Linked DNA regions of Sus scrofa: region 2 is linked to region 1. The links are chromatin contacts, called in public Hi-C maps. All regions are on one chromosome and are shown on one strand. The core of a region is the stretch at or near the end of the contact, and the rest is flanking DNA. Distances in the headings are between cores, read along the strand shown. Region 1 holds the start of PIF1 (ATP-dependent DNA helicase PIF1). Region 2 holds the start of USP3 (ubiquitin carboxyl-terminal hydrolase 3).

Region 1 (3,134 bases), core at 272-2,771:
CAGCCTGCCATCTCAAATACCACCACCATCTCCCTCCTAAACGTGGGCCACTTTAGTCTTTTCCATCTCAGTGGCACACCCACTCCCCAAGGCGTTGTCCTCACGGTGTTGGACTTGGCCCCCACCCGGGGCTCCGTGGGCAGTTTCACTGGCGTGGTGTCCGTGACCCGGGTGACCGCCGCGCGCCGCAGCTCCTCGGGCTGCACCGGGCTGATGGTGACGAAGTCGCGGGGCCTTGGGCCAAGAAGTTGAGTGCGGGCGGAGGCTGGCCTGGGACCCGGGGCCGCGGCCAGCTTGAGGCGCAGCGTACGCAGGAAGCGGCGCAGGCGGTCTGGAGGGCAGTCGGAGAGCAGCAGCTGCACAGCGCCGGCCGGGGAAGCGCCATAGGCCGGGAGCCTTAGAGTGCTGCGCCCCATCGCTGCGAAGCGCGTGAAAAGGCGCGCAGCGCGCAAGGGGAAGCAGCGCGGCCGCCCCGCGGGTCCCGGCGCCTTCAGCCTAAGCATCAACTCCCGGCGCTCGTTACGACCCAGGCTCAACTCCGCGGTGCGTAGCGCCTGGCGCCTTCGCGGCTGCCCTCCCGGGCTCAGCTCTTCCACAGCCACGCGGCACCGTAGCTCCGCGTCCTCGCTTTCTGCTGCCGCTGCCTGGGTGCCCGACAGCATTGCCATCGCCTCTGCGGGTCTGTAAAAAGACCGGAGCTCAGGGGTCACGGGGACTCAAGGAATATATCATAGGTTGTATAGAAGCCGTGACGGGGAGCCCGGTGAAGGCCACATAGGGTCACAGAGGCTGTCACTGGTAACACAAAGAGGTCACGGAAATGGTAAAAGGGCCCTAGAGTAAACCGGATTTTCTCTTAGAAATTACTACCCTACACAATAATTTCCAGGGCAGCGGATGGGCAGCGTCAATTGCATCCAGCATTGGAGAACCGCAGCTGTCCGCCAAGTGCCACAGAAGGGAGCCCTGGAACGGAAAAGAAGCCTGCTTCCAAGAGACCCATAGGCGGACACGAGAATCCTGAGTCCTGTCCTTAAGAAGCCAGAGACTTTCACGTTGAGGAGGTGAACAGGAAACATACTCCCTAATAAGCGTCTTATGTCTTCCAGGTACGTTCACTAGTTTACATGCGGCCAAGCAGGTCTCACTCTTCTCCGTGTACAGAAGTGGAAAACAGGCTGAGAGAGGCCACAAGGGGTGGTAGGAGTCAGGGCTCGTGTGATTCTGAAGCCCTGGCGCTTCCCATCTTCAGGGTAGGGATAGAGTAGAGAATCTTTGGTTAGGGAAATCGCAGAGGGACCCTGGGGTGCGGGAATCCATTCTCCCTCCGTCTGACCCACTCGTGTGCACCCTCCCGGCAGGGACCCCTTGAAGAAGAAGGTTCTCTGCCTCCCACCTCTGGCATCCGAGTGAACACTCACTTGCGACGGACAAGCTGAACAGAGCCGGCATGCACGCAAAGGTAGGACACTGGGAACTTTCAAATCCTGGGAGTAGAGAATCACCCTATCATCGGCCGGATCTTTAAATTTTCCAGCCAATCATAGACAGCGGGCGTGGCAACGGGCGTGTCTTTGGGTGTCTACTCTTGGAGCCTGGGCTGTACCAATAGCACGCCGGAGGGAGAGGCTTATTGTGCTGGCGGAGCGTACCAAGTCGCGCGGACAGGTAGGAGTAGGGGGAGGAAGAAGTGAGCGCATCCGGGCGGCGCGTGGTGTTGTGTGTCTGACTTATTTTCAAGCCTCCAGCACACTCTCCTTCCTCCGCTTTAAGCCCTCACACAGCAGCTGAACTTGGCCTTGGGGAAGAGCTGCCTTTGATCCCTCGCATTCCTGTTTACATTTATAGGACCGTTTGCTCATTTCTGGGCAAACCACATCCCTCCACCGCCTGTTGCTACTGCTGTCTCTGTCTGCCCCGAAACTTTCTACACTTCCTCTGCCCTTGTAAGCGTCGTTTTACGTATTCGTCCTTCCCATCCGGCTGAGGGCCAACAGTGTAGAACTCAGACCTGTGGCCGGATGCTCAAGAGTACAAGGGAAGTGAATGAGCCTCTGTTTTCAGGGAATCAGTAATCCCTCTTATTGCTCTGGCTGCTCAGGGAATTTATTTATTTTTTATTTTTATTTTATTTTTTTGTCTTTTTGCCATTTCTTGGGCTGCTTCCCACAGCATGTGGAGGTTCCCAGGCTAGGGATCCAATCGGAGCTGTAGCCGCCGGCCTATGCCACAGCCACAGCAACACGGATCCGAGCTGCAACTGCGACCTACACCACGGCTCACTGCAACGTCAGATCCTTAACCCACTGAGCAAGGCCAGGGACCGAACCCGCAATCTCATGGTTCCTAGTCAGATTCGTTAACCACTGAGCCACGACGGGAACTCTGGGAATTTATTTTTAATTATCTTTTTTTCTCCTCATTAAATCTTGGAATGACAGAGCTGGAAGGGATCTTACAGGTGAGTCAGCCCCCTCATTTATTGAATTGCCCCCATTTTTCAAGTGAGGAAACCAAGGCTCCAAGAAGTTTGTTTGTTTGTTTGTTTGTTTGCGGGGGGAGTCTGTACCCACTGTATATGGAAGTTCCTGGGCCGGTGATCCAAACCCAGCTGCAGCTGTGAACTATGCTACACCTGCAGCAATGCTGGATCCTTAAGCCACTGTGCCACAGTGGAAACTCCGTTTAGACTATTTTTAAGTGCACAATTCATTACCTTTAAGAACATTCAGGGAGTTCCCTTTGTAGCTCAGTGGTTAATGAACCCGACTAGGATCCATGAGGATGTGAGTTGGATCCCTGGCCTCGATCTGTGGGTTAAGGATTGGGCATTGCCATGAGCTGTGGTGTAGGTCGCAGATGCGGCTCGGATTCCGCATTGCTGTATATGTGGCTGAGGCCGGCAGCTGTAGCTCCAATTGGACCCCTAGCCTGTGAACTTCCATATGCCGCCGGTGTGGCCCTAAAAAGAAAAACAGACAAACAAAAAACGTTCAAATGTTGTACAACCATCACCACTATCTCCAGAAAAGTTTCATTATTCTCAAACAGAAACTTTGTACCCATTAGACAATAACTCCCTTCCCTAAGGTTGTCAGATCTAAAGGTGACAAATGACTCTTGTAAACAAAAAA
Region 2 (3,134 bases), core at 469-2,968, 1.3 Mb before region 1:
GTCCAGAGGGAAACAGGTTGATCCAGACAGGCTTTGAAAAAGAATCAGTTGATAGGAGAGGGCTGGAGAGCCTGAGCAGAGGGCACATCTATTGTTTATACTCCCCCTTCCTAGGAATTATTCTCACTTGCTGTCATTAAAAAAAAGGGGGGCTATAAATTATTGACTTCCTACTGGGGGTGGCAAGTCTTGTGAATTCTCACGTCTTCCTTTGGAGATAAGCATTGTTTTCTCAGTTTTATAGACATAAAGGGCTTGGAAAGACTAGAAACACTGGCTAAAGTTGGTCCTCAAGTAGGCAGCAGAGCTAGGATTTGAGCAGCCGCACTTTCCACAATTCGGCACTGCCATAAAACCTCAAGATGGCTTGCTCTAACAGCAGTCAAAACTTGGGAGGCAACCAAAGAGTGTTGACCGAGGAATGGGAAATACTGGGGGGGAAAGAATGGGGGGAGAGTAAGGAAGGGTCAACAGAGATGCCGCAGGTGAATGGACACCGTTAGGCAGAGGAGTGCGCGGCAGAAACCAAGTGGTGGCGGGTAGTGTGGGGGATGGCGAAGCGTGGGAAGTGACTGAGAGGGCACTCCTGGACTGTTGCAGGACTGCCCTGTGGGGAGGTGCTCTGCTCTAACCACTACCCGGCCTGGCCCGGTTAATCATTTCCTGACCTTCCTTCCTCCTCTCACCCGGCCCGAGGGATTGCCACATCAGCCTTCCCCTCCCCCTCCCTGCCTCCTGGCCCTGTTGCTCCTTCGCCGGGTTTTACAAGGAGCCCCAACTTTGAGGCAATGTTTGTAATAGCCCCAGACATCCCCAAGGCAGTGCCCCCACAAAGATCGCAGCCTCGCTAGGGCGTAACCCCTGCCCCAGAGGCTGGCCCTATCCTTTTTCCACAAAGAGATCAGAGTGCCTGGGAGCCAATCCTAGTACGGATTAACGGTAAAAAGGGGGATGGTAACAGCTGCTGGCGTGATGGTGCGAGGTTTAAATGAGGTATTATTTGTAAAGTGCCTGGTTAGGAGGCAGCAGTGGGTGTTTAACAATTGTTAGGTCCCTTCTCTTTTCGTCACCTGGTAACAGTGACCGCGCTCTCAGCAAACGCAGGTTAAAACTATCTCACTTAAATTTACACTGAGGGTGAGGTATGAATGTCCGATCGTCTGCTCAAAGTAACGGAGATGGTGAGTCACTGTGACAGGGGTTGAACACAGGTTCATGAGTGCCCACGCGGGACCAGCCACTCAGCACCCAGGTGGCTGGCTAAGGTCACGTGTTCAAAAACTGGAACTCGATCACTATCGCACCTGCCGAAGGGAGCAGAACACTAAACTAGCACTGCTCTGGGACCTATGCACCCCGGTGGGTCTAGGCCCTTAATCTAAGCTTGTGTCTTCCTGTGTAAAAATGGGGCCACAGAGCCTGTCTGCCCAGGTGGTTTTTATTTTCTTCACATTTTTTTTGTGTGGTCAGATTTTCTACCGCGCTGTAGCCAGTCCACCACACACAACGCAGAAGCACTCTTTGTGAGCGCTCGCCCGGCCGCGGTAAAAGCGGCGGACTGGCCCTGTGTGCCCTGGTTTAGCGCCCCACCCTTCCAGGGGCGGGGAAGCCGCGGCAGTCCCGGCCAACAGAGTTGGGAAAGTCACTTCCGAGTGCAGCCAGACCCTGGGCGACCCGCCTGCGAGCGCGGGGACCCCCACCCCGCGGGAGAGGACGGGGGCGGGGCTGGGCTTGGAGGCGGGGCCTGCCCGGGGCAGGGCGGGGCCAGCCTGGGAAGACGGAAGCCCCCAGCCTAGGGGTGGCGGCAGAACCCGGATTCCGGAGTACCACGTTTTCCGGAGCCGGGCCTCAGGAGACGGCGGGCGGGAAAACCCGGCTCCCGGAAGCTTTTGCTTTCTTTGACGCAAGGGCTCGGGACTCAGCTGCCGTCTGCCGAGCGCCCGGCGAGGAGCGACCCCAGACGGATCCTTCTTAGTCCCTCCGCCCCCCACCTCGCCGGGTCCCGGAGCCTCCGTCCTTCTCGCCGCTCTCCGGGTGGCCATGGAGTGTCCGCACCTCAGCTCCAGCGTCTGCATCGCTCCGGACTCAGCCAAGTTCCCCAACGGCTCCCCGTCGTCCTGGTGCTGCAGCGGTGAGTGCGGCCCCAGGCGGCCCTGAAGCGCACCCGAGGCCCCGGCTCTGTGGGGCCTGCCGTCTAGGGGCCGCTGGCGGCCGGCGCGCGGACTTGGGAAGGGGTGAGGGCGAGCGGGGCTCGGCGGCTGGGGAGGGGTACGCGGCGAGGCGGGTGGTGCGGCGGCAGGCGGAGCGGCGGCGGCAGCTCCTTTGTTTCCCGGGGCCCGACGGTCCGGCCGGCAAAGGAGAGGCCCGTGAGGGGCGGGAGCCCGCGGGGCCCACGAGCGCGTGGGGGCGGCAGCGAGCGGGGACCTTGGTCAGCGGCTCGCGCCCCCGCGCAGCCCTGCTGTGATCGGGGGCTGCGCTGGCCCGTGTCCCCGGGTCGGGGGCGGCGGGGGCGGGTGTCCGGCCCCCACAAGGCGGCCGCACGTGTGGCGGGGCCCGAGTTTCGTCCCCTCCTTGACGGGACGGCAAAAGCGTTGCTCTCGGGGCGCAGCTTTGTCCAGGCTGCGGGGCGCGCTCTGGGGCCCTTCGCTACCTGCCTGGGCCCCCCATGCACCCGCGACCCGACCCACGCCGACCGGCGGGAACCGGGACCCGGAGAGGTGCTGAGTACTCAGGCGGCGAAGGTCGGAGTCTTTCATCAGCCAGAAAGGGTGAAGTTTGAAAACAGGCTGCTGGTTAAAAAGCTGAGAAGGCTAATCGAGCAGCTGCTTTGGAGGGGTAGCTCGAGTTGTCTTTCATATCTTTCGGATTGTCCGAAATTGCCTTGGGATTTCCGAGTTTTTGTGCTGTAGGACAGTTATTAGGTTTATGTAATGCTTTTGCATTGCTTAAGCTTCTTAACTCCTTCTGCCAGGCCCCTTCGAAGCCCCAGTACCCCCTTATTGTCTGCTCTAGAGACTTAGGATCGCACCGGCCACACTGCTTTGATTACTTCCTGGTAGGGCCCTGGTGCTGCTGATAGTCTTTGTTTATTAGCTTTGAGAGGATCAATGATAGCTTGGGTTGTAGTGTAAAAT

The links. Hi-C and Micro-C count contacts between places; a contact is called where the count stands out from the background.
Region 2: a contact with region 1 is called in a Hi-C map of liver, with 7 times the contacts expected there. The contact joins the promoter of USP3 here to the promoter of PIF1 in region 1. A contact is called at or near these places in 1 of 5 promoter capture datasets (liver) and 1 of 47 Hi-C or Micro-C datasets (liver).

The regions. Positions count from the first base shown.
Region 1 is chr1:107,216,967-107,220,100 of Sscrofa11.1, reverse strand. It overlaps PIF1 (ATP-dependent DNA helicase PIF1), which reads right to left and starts at 1,521. Exons shown (of 11, transcript XM_021093760.1): 1 at 1,422-1,521; 2 at 105-681. The coding sequence starts at 668. LOC110260912 (a long non-coding RNA gene) reads left to right here. Exons shown (of 3, transcript XR_002344495.1): 3 at 890-1,025.
Region 2 is chr1:108,514,195-108,517,328 of Sscrofa11.1, reverse strand. It overlaps USP3 (ubiquitin carboxyl-terminal hydrolase 3), which reads left to right and starts at 1,718. Exons shown (of 16, transcript XM_021094102.1): 1 at 1,718-2,131.